Regions from separate parts of the Mustela erminea genome. Here region 1 is linked to region 2. Evidence: chromatin contacts called from public Hi-C data. All regions are on one chromosome and are shown on one strand. Each heading gives the region's core, a stretch centred on a gene start, on an enhancer-like site or on the middle of the called end of the contact. The rest is flanking DNA. Distances are from core to core; before and after follow the strand shown. Region 1 has its middle 39 kb from the start of CFAP298. Region 2 holds the start of EVA1C (protein eva-1 homolog C).

Region 1 (3,719 bases), core at 958-3,457, 77 kb after region 2:
CCACACAAGGGAGAATTCAGGAAGCCTGCTAATAACCCGAGGTCACCACATCCTTTTTAGGAATTTCAAATCAGCAGGCACCTCCCGGGAAGGGGGGGGGGCATGTGCTTGCTCCCTGGGGAGTAAAGGAACTGGTGTCTAATCGCATCGCAGGTGTGGACCATCCAAGGCAATACTGTCCAGTATGGAGCCACTGGCCACACGTGGTTACGTAAGTTTAAATTTGAACCAGTTGATGAAATATAAAAGTCAGCTTTTCAGTTACACCAGTCATATTCTCAAGTGCTCAGGAGCCATGTGGCTCGTGGCTACTGTCTTGGACAGTGTGGACTGTTCTGTTGGGCGATGCTGAACTAGTAGGTCATTCAGAAACAGACACGAGCCCAACTCACAGCAATGAATGGAACATGTGTTTCCCTGAGCCTCACTGACCACGGGTGTCAGCAGATCAAAATCCCAAGCACAGACATGTGGGATCCGGGGACCACCTACCCCACCCCCGCTCACCTTCTGGAGATGACCCTTTAACATCCCTGGCCTGCAGGCCTGAAGCCTCTGTTGCCCTGGTGTGCCTTGATGCACAAGCCCACAGCTGGAGCTCCAGCCCAACCGTTGTGAGCTCCCACCACTGCAGAGCCACAGCCTCGGGCACGCTGGCCACCTCCCCTGCCCTGGCTACTTATCCTGGGACAGCTGCTGCCACCAGCACTTCCTTTGGGGACCATGGCTGCTACCAATTCCCCTTCCTCTGTCCCTTGGAAAGAATGGGGCTTGCCTAGCAGAGGGGCCACCCCCGCCCCCATCCAGCAACCTCTCAGCACCGCCTAGGAACAGTCCAGAGAAATGTCAGGCCAGGCTTTGAACCCTGTCCCCACTCTCCAGACATCCCTGCAGGGTCACCACGACTCCACAACCTTCCGTCCCTCCTCTTCCTCTTGCTTCAGTTTCTCACACCTCCACTGAACCCAGGAACAGAGCCGGCCCTTGCCTTTACGCTTCGGATGTCCTGGCTTCTCAAGACAGGGAGTAAGAATGACAGTAAGTGATCACAACAGGAGGGGTGGGAGCAAAGAGAGGATGGCGGAGGTGCTCAGGCTGGTCCTTAAAGAAGGAGCAGAACTTTGAAAGGTGAATCAAGGGGTGGGGAGGAGCCGAGATGAGCAGCAGTGATGGGCCAGGAGGTGGGGGCCAGAAGCGCATGTTTGGAAATGGAGAATAGCCAGAGCGGGGACGGGCCGTGGGAAAACAGGCGAAAGGTGCAGGACACCCGGGGCTGGGTCTGTGCTCCAGACCATGGGACTTGTTTGACACCTGGCGGTAAGGATGGCGTCACCTTCTCTGGGCAGCACCCTCCCCTTCCACCTCCCAGTGCAGAGAAGGGACTTGTCTCTTCAGCCCACCCACAGCCGGCGGGGCCTGGCCTCAGACCTTGGCCTTCTGACTCTTGGAACTGCAATTGCTCCTGATTTTACTGATCACTATTCAGTTACTTATAATATCGCGGAAAATACAAACGGCAGCTTAATTCTCTTGGAGAAATGAAAATCAACACGCTTAGAAAGCGAGCCTGGTGACGGACTCACGTGGGTGCTTTAAGATGTAATTAGTATCAAGCACCCGACAGCTTATTCTCACGGAGCCCCTTTTCGAAAGGTTTCCAAACTTTGCTTGAAGACTGCTCACAGCCTAATTGCATTTCAGCGCGGTCCAACAGAAAATCCAACTGCGAATTTATCTTGAGGTGACCAGGCCGCCTTCCTGCCTTTAAGCAAACTCTCTGGGATATCGTGAGCTCAGCCCACAGGACTCGGCAGAACAAAGAGAGGAAAGTTGGTCACTTCCTATTGGGGGTACATATGCATTCCCCGTACTTTCTCTGTTCCAACTCATGACTCCATGGATTGAGTCCTTTCAAGAAAAGAAAAATAGACCTTGTCATTTCCTATTGTTTCAAAGACAGAATCCAGCCTGGGAAAGATTAAGGCAAGAGGAAGGGGGACTCATGTCCAGATGACTAAACACCAATCTGACCTGGAAAATGCTCGATTAGTTTCTGAGGAAGGGAGGGAGCTGCAATTAGAGGCTTGTGTAAAATCGTGACGTGACTTCACTAAAAGAGAAAAAGGAAAGCGCTCCCGACTCGCTCACAATGAACTAGCAAGAGAATGTGTTACTAATCGATGAGGAATGTGCAGACCCAGTGAGTTGCCTCCCAGGTCTGAGCTCCCAAACTTCCTTCCTTAGAAACTGACCTCTGACTGGAAACCCTCCGGACCCTGGGAGCGTGAGGTGTGTGCCGTCAGCGGAGGGCGGGTTGCGGGAACAAGCCAGGCTTGTCTCCGTGGAGGTTCCTGTTACATCCATCTTGCCTACATCTCTGTGCACATGAGCAAAGCTTCTTTTCTTATTGAAGATGTCTTGGGAAGAATTCCAGCTGTTCTGGGGAAAAGAATAATAAGGATGCATTGTATTGGGTGTTCAAACGAAGTAGATAGATCTCTATGTAGTGACACAAAAAATACTTGAAGTCCTATTATTAAGTGAAAAGGGTAAATTGTGAACAACAAAATAAAAAACATACATCATGATTTTTACGTAAAAGACTCAAAATAAGACTGGTTTTTCTATGTATGTGTAGAAATCAGTAGGTCTGTCCCTAACATTTGCAGGGTCTGAGAGAAGAAATCACATACCATAAAGCCAAATATTAAAATCAAGACAAAGAAGAAAACTTACATAAAATATGTAACTTCTTGGGGCACCTGGGTGGCTCAGTGCGTTAAGCCTCTGCCTTCAGCTCTGGTCATGATGTCAGGATCCTGGGATTGAGCCCTGCATCGGGCTCTCTGCTCAGTGGGGAGCCTGCTTCCTCTCTCTCTTTCTCTCTGCCTACTTGTGATCTGTCTCTGTCAAATAAATAAATAAAATCTTTTTTTAAAAATATGCAACTTTTTCTACTTTAACAAATATACCTTTATAAGAATCTTGAAGACCAGATTCGAACTTAAAGTACTCAAACTCTTCAATGTTTGGTGTAGACAGGTGGCCACACAGCATCGGGCAGGGGGAGGTAAAGGGAAGCTCAGCCTTTGGCCCCTGGCCCAGCTTTCTCTTCACACCCCACCCCTGTTCCTCTCTGCGAAGGGCCTCACATGTGCATCCACCCATCCCCCCAAATAGCCACCACCACTTGACATGGCATGGGACCAGTGACATGCACACCAGCATCAAGGACAGACTCTGAGAGATAGCTTTGTGGGCCCTGGAAGCAATGTTTTGCCCTGGACAGATGGATAATTGCCTTTCCTGTCCAGCATCAAAGCAATTTTTAAATAATCTTAAATTGTTGGAGTACCTAGGTGGCTCAGTTAAGCATCTGCCTTTGGCTGAGGTCATGACCCCAGAGTCCTCGGATCATGTCCCACATCAGGCTCCTTGCTCAGCAGGGGGTCTGCTTCTCTCTCTGCCTGCTGCTTCCTTGCTTGTGCTCTCTCCCTCTCTCTGACAAATAAATAAGTAAAATATTTTTTAATGCAATTTTTAATATTCTTAAATTGTTGGGGTGCCTAGGTGGCTTAGTCAGTTAAGCATCTGCCATCAGCTCAGGCCATGATCTTGGGGTCCTGGGATCAAGCCCTGCATCAGGCTCCCTGCTTGGCAGAGAGTCTGCTTCTCCCTCTCCCTCTGCCCCTCTTCCCTGCTCATACTCTCTCTCTTTC
Region 2 (3,404 bases), core at 160-2,659:
TTTAGTTTATGATTCTCCAGTCACTGTCCTCCTGTCTGTATTAATGACTAATATTTTTAGAAAGATTTTATTTATTTGACAGAGAGAGATAGCGAGAGAGAGAGAGAACACAAGCAGGGCGAGAGGGAGAGAGAGAAGCAGGCTTCCCGCTGAGCAGTGAGCACAAGTAGGCAGAGAGGCAGGCAGAGAGAGAGAGGAGGAAACAGGCTCCCCGCTGAGCAGGGAGCCCGATGCGGGGCTCGATCCCAGGACCCTGGGATCATGACTTGAGCTGGAGGCAGAGGCTTAACGACTGAACCACCCAGGTGCCCAATAATGACTAATACTGACCAAGCATTTACCAGCTTCAGACCTTGTCCTGGTCACGTGTATTAACTAATTAAAGGGTCGCAAGCCTGAGACTTTATAGAGAAGGAAACCATGGGTGTGCATGGTCAGCAACAGAGCCCACACTGGCACCTGGAAACAAGTTCATGCCTACACAACCTTAGCAGGAGGCCCCCTCCGGCCCCCAACCATGTGGGAGCCAGTTTCCCTGACTGCACATCCCCTAGCACTTACCATTTCATACTGAAACCAGAGAAGTGAATGGCTGGGACCCCAGCTACACCCGGGACCCGAGTTTTGAGCAACCAATACTTACTTACTCAGTGGCTCCTAGTGCTAGGCATCCTTACCTACATTCCCAGCCTCAGTTTCCCCAATCTAGAAAGTGCATACTAATACTTATGTCCAAAAGTTATTGAGAAGGTTGAGGGTTTTGTTTTTTTTTTTAAGATTAAAAAAATTAATATTCTCTACAAACCAACATGGGGCGGAACTCATAACCTGGAGATCAAGAGTTGCACGTTCTACCAACTGAGCTGGCCAGGTGCCCGGAGAAGGTTGAGTATTTTTTAAAAAGATTTTATTTATTTATTTGACAGACAGAGATCACAAGTAGGCAGAGAAGCAGGCAGAGAGAGTGGGAAGCAGGCTCCCAGGACCCTGAGATCATGACCTGAGCCAAAGGAAGAGGCTTAACCCACTGCACCACCCAAGCGCCCCAAGCTTGAGTATTCACTGTGCCCGGTAGAATGGGTCCCACTGAACAAGGATTGAGGTTTAGCCCTTGCCACCCTACCTCCAGACTGGGAGGAAGGGGACAGAAATACCAGTTCCTCCGACGGAGCGCCTGCTGGAGCCCTCCTGGATCCTTGCGGCGCATCTCCTCGACGTTCCCACAGGTAGATCGGCGCGTCCGGGTTTTCCTGTCCCCAAGCCTCCCGGCCGCCGCACTGTGCGGCGCTGGCAGTGCCGTTGGGAGCCGGCTGGGGCAGTGCGCCTGGTCCCGCCCTTGGGCCTCATTATCTACGTTTCCGCGTCAGGCCCGCGGAGAACTTGGCAGGGCCTCCCCGCGGTGTTCGGGAACACTTTGTGCCGAGCGCCCGCCGGCCCAGCCCTCCTCCCTGCCGCCGGCGCCGCCCGGCCGGGACGCTCGCGCAGTCCGCGGGGTTTGGGTCGCTGGGGCCCCCAGGTTCCCGCACCCCGAGCTCAGCTACGAGCCCCCACGCGCTCCCACGCATTTGTCCTCTGTGTCCCCGAGCCCCGGCCACGTAGTCCGCTCCTCGCCCACGGGCTGGGCCTAGGTCACACCGCGCGTAATTGAGAGGTTTAGAAAGATGCGGTGGCCCATTTTAAAACAAAGCCCAATTATTAGCGCTCGGTGCTATTTATGCCGGGCCAGTGTCAAATCCTCCGAGCGCTGCTGGACAACCAGTACCCAAAGGAAACGTAGGAAGAGAAAGAAGAAAGAAACCGGCCCTGGAGCCATCTGACCCGCTTTGAAATCCCCTCCCCAAACCCTTCTCCTTCCCGTCCTGGCTGCGTTAGCTTGGGCAAAGCTCGGGGCCTCAGTCTCTTCCTCCGTGAAATGGGGTAACTGCGTGCTTGGTGATTCTACACGAGGAGCGACGCAGGTCGCAGGGACGTCAGTGCTGGGGTCCTACACCTCCAGGACCCCACCTTCCCACGGCCCCTACCTCCGCCCGGCCCCGGGGGCTCTTGGGCTCAACGCGCGGCGCTGGCTCCAAAGTGCGTCACGGGCACCGGCCGCGCTCCTCCCGCAGCCAGGGCGAGGCTGGCGCCGGGCCAGCGCGGGCCGGGCCAGGGGTGCCGGGCCGTCTCCGGGGCGGGGACCCAGGAGTGAAAGGCGCTCAAGTTGCGCGGTCCTTGGTGCGCTGTTGGGGGCGCCCTCCGAGGCGGGCAGCTCGCCAGGGACCGGCCCCCGCAGCCGCCCGGCGCGCGAAGGCTGCACTTTCCCTTCGGCCCCCCTCGTTTCCTCTCGCGGGGAGGCAGCGGAGATTTCCTCTCGGGGAAACTACGCGGATCCTTCCCGGGGCTCCTCGCCCCGCCCCACTTCTCCGCCCCCTCCCCTTTGCTGGGGAGCCGGGGCTGGCCTGCGCTGGGAAAAGGCTCTGGCAGCCTGAGCCGGGAGGTGGCGGGGGGCCGCGGAGCCGCAGGCCAACGACTCGCCCCGCCATGTGACGCTGCCCTCTGCCCAGGGACCCCCTTCGCGCCCCGGGCCCGCGCCCGCTCTAGGTCGCGCCGGGCACCATGCTTCTGCCTGGACACGCGCGCCCGCCGCCCGCGCCGCAGCCCGCGCAGCATCCCGGACCCCGCAGGCAGGTAGAACCTCCCGGGCAGCTCCTGCGCCTCTTCTACTGCACTGTCCTGGTCTGTTCCAAAGAGATCGCAGCGCTCACGGACTTCTCCGGTAAGAAGCAACCTCCCTCGCCTTGCGCCCCCGGCGCCACAGTGCGCCCAGGTGAGCCCTCGGCTGGCGGCAGCCACCCAAGGGGGCACAGCCGGGTTGGATTGATGTTGAGGCACGCTTATAGCCAGTTTTCTTGCCTGGTGTGAGCCTTTGGCATAGAGGTGGCTGCGTGTGGAGTGATGGCACAGGAGGTCCTCCCCTCCCCAAGGAAGGGTGGGTAACCTATTGGGAGTTTCTCGCCCTGCTGTTTACCTCGTCAATTTCCCATCATCGGCTCCTGGCATCAGGGACCCGACTCTGACGGATACGTGTCCCCTGGAGGCTCCTAAACCCGGAGCCGCGCCCAGCGCTGTACATTACACGTGCTGGTCCGCGGAGTTGCACTTGGTTTGCCACGCGCATGGTCCGGGTGCGCCCCAGCCAGCCTCCCGGGTGCCCATGTATGGAGACTAGCCCGAGGGACGTCTGACCTGAAGTCTGCGCCGGCAGGCAGGGAGGGCAGCCGGCCGGCAGGTCCGTGTGCCAGATGAGCAGAAGTTTGCAGAACAGAGACTGGGCGTGGGGGAGGGTCTTGACTTTACCGCCAAAAGGTACCAGCGCCCCACTTCCCCCTCCAGTCCCAGTCTCCTTTACATAAAATAATGACTCC

What was found. Hi-C and Micro-C count contacts between places; a contact is called where the count stands out from the background.
Region 1: a contact with region 2 is called in a Hi-C map of skeletal muscle, with 10 times the contacts expected there. The contact joins the enhancer-like site here to the promoter of EVA1C in region 2. A contact is called at or near these places in 2 of 3 Hi-C or Micro-C datasets (fibroblasts and skeletal muscle).

What each region holds. Positions count from the first base shown.
Region 1 is chr1:208,252,499-208,256,217 of mMusErm1.Pri, forward strand. No RefSeq gene overlaps it. Among named protein-coding and RNA genes, the nearest start is that of CFAP298, 39 kb to the right of the region's middle. Within about 2 kb of position 2,208, the one cell type or tissue checked has open chromatin away from gene starts, as enhancers often do. A contact at or near this core is called in fibroblasts, where this site is marked.
Region 2 is chr1:208,176,122-208,179,525 of mMusErm1.Pri, forward strand. EVA1C (protein eva-1 homolog C) reads left to right here and starts at 1,410. Exons shown (of 6, transcript XM_032353780.1): 1 at 1,410-2,755. The coding sequence starts at 2,596. LOC116596576 (a long non-coding RNA gene) reads right to left here and starts at 1,184. Exons shown (of 2, transcript XR_004288192.1): 1 at 1,124-1,184.